Regions from separate parts of the Sus scrofa genome. Here region 1 is linked to region 2. Evidence: chromatin contacts called from public HiChIP or PLAC-seq data. All regions are on one chromosome and are shown on one strand. The core of a region is the stretch at or near the end of the contact, and the rest is flanking DNA. Distances in the headings are between cores, read along the strand shown.

Evidence for each region. HiChIP or PLAC-seq counts read pairs in DNA pulled down with a chosen protein or histone mark.
Region 1: an H3K27ac HiChIP or PLAC-seq map of alveolar macrophages shows a contact between it and region 2. The contact joins two enhancer-like sites. A contact is called at or near these places in 17 of 47 Hi-C or Micro-C datasets (adipocytes, blood, embryonic fibroblasts and 11 more) and 2 of 2 datasets of contacts at active chromatin or transcription factors (alveolar macrophages and skeletal muscle).

The regions. Positions count from the first base shown.
Region 1 is chr9:64,152,744-64,156,291 of Sscrofa11.1, forward strand. No RefSeq gene overlaps it. Among named protein-coding and RNA genes, the nearest start is that of PRELP, 36 kb to the right of the region's middle. Within about 2 kb of position 1,793, at least 56 of the 83 cell types and tissues checked have an H3K27ac peak or open chromatin away from gene starts, as enhancers often do. A contact at or near this core is called in alveolar macrophages, fetal skeletal muscle, liver and 5 more, where this site is marked.
Region 2 is chr9:64,052,496-64,055,814 of Sscrofa11.1, forward strand. No RefSeq gene overlaps it. Among named protein-coding and RNA genes, the nearest start is that of FMOD, 20 kb to the right of the region's middle. Within about 2 kb of position 1,861, at least 57 of the 83 cell types and tissues checked have an H3K27ac peak or open chromatin away from gene starts, as enhancers often do. A contact at or near this core is called in alveolar macrophages, fetal skeletal muscle, liver and 5 more, where this site is marked.

The DNA of each region.
Region 1 (3,548 bases), core at 543-3,042, 100 kb after region 2:
GCTTAGATGAGAAAGAAAGATGTTATGTGAACTGAGGTCAAGAGTGTTTGGGAGCCGCACCTTCTCTGTTTTGTCAGCTGCACCTTTGGCCTCACGGGTGCTGGCCGCCTCTGACACTGGCACCCATATTGCTAAAGTCTTAGTCAGTTGTCTCTGACGGTGGCTGGCAGTCTCTGCGGGAATCTGGGCAACTTGTTCATGACTGGTGGAGGGTGATAAGTGTGAGAATGGGCACGCGTGGAGTACCGAGGCCACACATAGGAGGGCTGACCAATCCAACTATGGACGGGAGATCTGGGGAGGAAGGGACCACCATGTAGAGGTAAGGGTGGGATGAGAATGAGATAGTGTTGAAGTGGAAGGCAAAGCTGCTTGAAGGGGCGTGGGAGTAATGCTGGGGGGGGGGGGGCGCTGCGCTTTATGCTGACAGTGACAGAGGGACTGTTCCTCCTGCCCTTGTCCAGAACAGCCAGTCCCCTTTCCTGCCTTCCTTGACAAGGCTTCCAGCTGCCTAGGATAAACTAGACCTGGTCAAATCCTGCCCATTCTCCAAGGCCCTGTTCAGATTCCCTTTTCTCCAGGAGCCCTTTCCGGTTTTTTGTTTGTTTGTTTGTTTGTTTGTTTTGTCTTTTGTCCTTTTAGGGCCACACCAGCAGCATATGGAGGTGCCCAGGCTAGGGGTCCAATAGGAGTTGTAGCCGCTGGCCTATGCCAGAGCCACAGCAACGCCAGATCCAAGCCGTGTCTGCAACCTACACCGCAGCTCATGGCAATGCTGGATCCTTAACCCACTGAGTGAGACCAGGATCGAACCCACAACCTCATGGGTTCCTAGTCAGATTCGTTTCCGCTGCACCACGATGGGAACTCCCAGGAACCCTTTTTGGACAACCTCATTTCATTCATTCATTCATTCAACAAACTTTATTGAGCTCCTCCGGTGACCTAGGCACTGTGGTAGGCACAGCCCATGAATAGACGTTGCTCACACCCTTGGCCAGCCTGTGGAGCACAATGGTTTGGAAACCCCGGTGACATCTCTTTTGATCTCCTCTAGGTGTCCAGCCCATGAAGCTGTCAAGGACCCTTCAGAGCAGCCCCCTCCCCACTAGACAGCTCCAGGGACAGAGACCAGGCCTCCTCATCTCTGGGGCTGGCTGGCCCAGTGCTGTGCGCTTGGGATGCTCCCCACATTTTAGAGATATCTGGCTTTCCAACAATCTTAAAAGAAGTGGAAAGTTCTCCTGGGAGTTCCCATCATGGCACGGCAGAAACGAATCCAACTAGGAACCACGAGGTTGCGGATTTGATCCCTGGCCTCGCTCAGTGGGTTAAGGATCTGGCATTGCCGTGAGCTGTGGTTAGGTCGCAGAAGTGGCTAGGATCTGGTGTTGCTGTGGCTGTGAAGTAGGCTGGCAGCTATAACTCTGAATAGACCCCTAGCCTGGGAACCTCCATATGCCATGGATGTAGCCCTAAAAAAGACAAAAAGACAAAAAAAAAAAAAAAAAGAAAAAAGAAAAGAAAAAAGAAAGTTCTCCTGGCTGACACCCACCCCTTTCCCTATCCTCCCTGATTCCAGCACAGCTCCTCTGTTGAGAAGAGAGGTGAAGCTCCCGCTGAACCTTTGGCCCCAGGAAGCAAAAAGAGAACAGAAAGGAGGAAACGTCTGGGCTGGATGCCAGCCCAGATGCCTCGGGCCCAGCTGGGGATTCTGGGTCCTCTGTGCTCCGGAATGTGAGAAGGGCTTGCCAGGGCGGCTTGGAGCAGCTCCTCCCCAAGCCACTGGCTCCGCAACCTGGACAGAGCCACGCTGGCAGCTCCTCTGCAGCCCTCCTCGCGGTGCGCTGGTGCCCCACGGTGGACAGACAGCAGGCTCTGATCTCATTCCCTCCTGAGGCTTTGTCTCCCAGAGGGAGAGGGCTCAGGGGGCCCTTGCTTGGGGGTGAGCCTTGGGCATGGCCCCTGCACTTTCTCCATTCTCACCACTGATCACTCCCCTGGGCTTTTGGGCACACTCTTCAGAATAGGCTGACGGCTCTGAGGTGTTGTCTTCCTCCGAATCAGGCACAGACCCACCCCCTGCTGGTGGGCATTTCCCACTGCAATCTAATGAAAAACAAGCTTCTCAGAGGTCCATCTAAAAGGCCACATTGGGGCTGGGGCACTCTGTGCGAGCCCCCCACCTTTGTGGGGCAAGGTGAAAGTGATCAGGCCTGGAGAAGCCAAAGCTTCTGCCAGCCTGGAGCCCACTATCTCCATCTAGGCCGAGGATGGAGGGCAGAGTCAAAGGGGAAGGTGGCCCAGCTGAAGCTGGGATGCAGAGGAGAGGCAGAAGGCCAGAGGCGTGTGGGGACCCCCTGGGGCTGAACCAGAGCCCTGGAATGCCAGGGAATGTAGGAGCATCAGTTCTTAAATTTTAATTTAATTTTTCCCTGATAAGAGGCTGTGCGCAGCTGCTGGAAAGAGAGGGGCATTAACTTTCCACCAGCCACTGAGCAGACAGCCCTCTCGATGATGCCATGTGGGCCCCTCATCTCTCAGGCATGAGTCTCCTGGAGGTTCACTGCCAAGGTCCTACCAAGAGTCCGAGCAGAGCCAGCGAGAGAAGCTACAGAGAAACAGGGCCGGGAGCAGCGACCAAGCCTGAAGGTGTCAGGAGGAAACAAGGCCAGAGATGAGGAAAGTGCAAGAGAGCAGCTTGAAGAGATAAAGTGTGAGAAATGGTCAGATCAGTCTATGAACAGGATTGAGTTTATTGGCCAGAGGAAGGGAGAGCTGAGCATCCCTAGAGCCTACGTGTCAGAGGCTGTGTCGGGCGGGACTTTTAGACACATCTCATTGAACCCTCATTTCAGCAAGGCACTGACATCTTTTACAGGAGACTGACACTTTTGTAAGGAATTTCAGTACCTTGCCTGGGGCTCCATGGCTAACGTGGTGGAGGTCTGAATGCAGGAATCTGAATGCAGGTCTGTCGGATGACAGATGGCCTCCCCATCACTCCAAATTCTATGAGCAAGGAGGAGTGGATGGATCAGAGGAGACAAAAGGAACTCCAGAATTGTAGACATTTAGGACTGAAATTAAGGTCTTCTACAGCAATTTTGCCTCCAGGAGAAATTAGATTTCAGTGAGAACAATGTCATGTCTTAATTAGGTAGCCAATTAATTTTGAAAGGAGATCACATATCCAACCAGCCTTCCTTCCTTCCCTTCTTCCCTCTAACAATTTTTATGGAGCAGTCACAACCTGTTAGGCATGGTATTGGGTTTGAGGAACAAATAGGTGTAAGAACCACAATTTATTCCCAAATCCTTGATAAATTCCAGGAAATTGAGGCAGCACTTTACCCACATACCCTTACTCTCAGGGCAATTTTCTCCCTGGCTTTACTTCTGAGTTTCAGGTCAGGGCCCAGCAAAACTCCTGCTTCTCCCTCCAGCCCAGTTCCCTCTGTTTTGAGAGCCGGTCAAGCTCCCTCCCGGCCCCTCCCCTCCACCTCCTCTCCCTGAGCTGCTCCAGGGGCTACAGCCAGACTAGTCAG
Region 2 (3,319 bases), core at 611-3,110:
ATCTTTGAATAAAACCCCAGGTCAGGGGCTGGGATCAGTGTGTGGGAGGCTTTGGGGCATTTAATTATTTAAAGGTCTCCATAAAAGGAGCTAAAACCCTGGGGAAGGGGGAGGATAGGCAGATGGTGTGCCCAGGTTGCTGGGAACCGGGTGCAGGGTGGGTGAGAGAAGCAGGGAGGACTGAGCTAGAGGTCAGGGCTCAGATAGTAAGAGAATGGGGGATGGGAAGTGAAATAGAGCTGGCCCTCAGACCCAAGCAGGCCCTGCAGATAGACTTTCCCGCCACCAACTAGGGGCAGGATCTCTCTTTCCTGTACTCCTGCCCCCGCCACTCCCCAACTTCAAAATTCCTATCTGCCCTAAGACAGATCCTTTTTGGAAACACATGACAAAACTGTTAAGTATAGGGGATCTCCTCCTCATCTCTCTTCTGCCACTTAGGAATGCTCCAGAGTGGGTCAACGGTGACCTGAACCGGGCAGAAGGATAGGAAGATTTTCTCTGGCTTCTTTCTTTCTTTCTTTGGTAAAACTCCTATAAAATAAAACTGACCATTTTATCTAGTTTCACTTTTCAAGGTGAGACATACGTGAGTCTGTGGAAATACAGAGAAAGCAATTAATTGGAGGTCCTGCCCTTGCGGGCACATGCTGCTTCCAAAGGCCACCCAGTATAGACTTTTTCTCTGACAGTATTGCCGGGAAGCTACATCTTGAAGACCAAGGTCAGAGAGGGTCCCTAGGTAGAAACATACTACCTAGGTTCAATCTGAATTCAGCTCTGCCATGTACTAGCTCTGTGACCACAGGGATGTGATTTAACTTCTCAATGCCTCAGTTTTCTCATCTTTAAGATGAGGATAAAAAGTTGTTAGCAGAGTGCCCCTTGGGGCGCAATGGTAACAAACCCAGCTAGTATCTATGAGGCCACAGGTTCGATCCCCGACCCCCTTCAGTGGGTTAAGGATTGCGGCATTGCCAGGAGGTATGGTGTAGGTTGCAGATGCGGATCGGATCTGGCAATCTGTGGCTGTGGCTGTGGCCAGCAACTTCAGCTCTGATGCCATCCCTAGCCTGGGAACTTCCATATGCCACAGGTGTGCCCCCCCCAAAAAAATTTTCCCTCTCAGTATTGTTGAGGGGATTAATCGATACACGTGAAGCACTTAGAAGAATGGCTCTCAGTAAGCACACAATAATGTTATTAAATATTACTGTCATTACCATTACCAGATTAGGAGGCTACACAATGGAAACTGAGAGAAACAGGAAATTTGGGAAATGCGTTAGAAGCCAAAGGGGAATTTGGCAAGGGTGTAGATTTGCCTACCCTTTCCCCCACTTGTAATGAGTCATGGTTGGAAATGTGGTCTTTGCTGTTCGTAAATCGTGGTCCTGTTCAGGTACCCCTCCTGTGCTACCTGCACCCCTCTTCCACCTTCACTATGCTGAGCTGCCAACAGCTCCAGGTCCTCAGGCCCTGACGACCCTCTGGTCCAGACCAAAGCTTTGTGGCAGTTTGGGCGCAAACTGTTTTACTGATGAGATGACCAATTCAAATGGTTAGAGGACCTGAGATTTGACTCTTCTGCATCCTGGGGCTCCCCTCACTCTCATTAGCCCCTCCCAGGCCACACGGTCACGCGCTATGAGGTGGTCACTTGGTCACTTGTGACGCACACACTGCAATTCAGCACCTCTATTAGCCTGTCTTCACTTCTCAGTCTGGTCGGTCTCTACGTGTGAGGTGGGCTTTTTTTTTTTTTTTTGCACCTTCCAGCAAGGCAGTTTTCCCATCCTCAAAACATCTGACGGGCAACGGCGTCACTTTTCAACCGAGGCGGTTCGGCGTGGGCTGCCGGGACTCAGACGTACCCAGCCAGGGTGGGGCCCCGGGGCGGCTGCGGGAGTGAGGGCAGGCAGGTGTCTGGCTCCCTCTCTCCCGGATGTGGGCTGAGGGGAGGAGCCCCCGTCCCTCAATCCCTACAGAGCTGCAAGCAACCAAACACGATCGCGAGTCTGTTTTCCCAGTTTGGCAACAGGTTTGGGGCAGAAGCTTTAGCCTCCTCCCCCCTCTGGGAAACCCAACCTCAGCAACAAGCTGCTGATTGGCTGGCTGGCGGTGCAGCGTGGGCCAATCAAAGCCCTCTCTGCAGCTCGAGATTTGGCAGAGAGGAGTTTAAGGGGGCGGGGCGGGGCGTGGGGGCGGTGCTAGGTGGTTTCCTAGCGGAGGTGCTCCCCTCCCCTGGCCGGGGATAAGCTGGCCTTTCCAATGGGAGGAGCAGGCGCGGGAGGGGCTGAGGCACAGCGGCCACTGTGCTGGGAGACCCTCTCGACTGCCCCCTGCTGCCAGTTATTTCGGGTCCCTAAAACTTAAGTCTTTCCCCTATTTCTGTGGCTCCCCTCACAGTCTGATTGCAGGGTTGGTGCAGTCGTTCTTGAGCAATTCCAGAGGTTCTGAGTTTGAACAATTATGTTCCTAAGTTCGTTATTTGGCCCTCTTCATTTTCTTCCTATATATCTGTGTGTGCTCACGCCCTCCTGTGGCCGTGTCACCCACTCTCCAAAACCAAATCAAGTTTTATTACGCTGGACCAATTAGCACCAGCTTCCTGGACTTAGTATGCATTTCGAAGGGCATAGATTGTGAGCTATGTAAAAGAAAGTATTTTGAATAACCTTGGTCCCCCACCTCAATGCACACACAAAAAAACATACAGATTCAAAAAAAAAAATCCATAGTAGTATCAACATTAGGACTCTAGAGAAGATGAATAGGGTACCATTCTACCTCTGCCACTTTCTGGCTATAAGACCTTGAGCAGATACTTAAGCTTCCTGAATGTCAGTTTCTACCTATGAAAAATGCTAATGATAATAGCCTCCACCTCCTAGCATTATTATGACAAAATGCCTGGCACAGAATGCCTAATAAATGATATTATTTTAGCTATTAATCATAAAGGAATCACTATCCCTTTCCCACATTTAATCTCAGCCCTCCGTTTTGGGTTTAGGTGCTAGGGATAGCAACTAGATTCTAGGGACATTAAAAATTATTATAAGTAAACCAATTTAAGATAAAAATTTACATAGCCTCAGGAGTTCCCTGGTGGCTTAGTGGCTAAGGATTTGGCATTGTCACTTCTGTGGCTTGGGTCACTGCTGTGGTGCAGGTTCCACCCCTGTCTGGTAACTTCCCCATGGTATATAAGTAAATAAATAAATAAATAGTACTTCCTTCTATGGGAAAAGAATCCAAAAAAGAATGGATATATAGTATGTACAACTGATTCACTTTACTGTACACCTGAAACTAA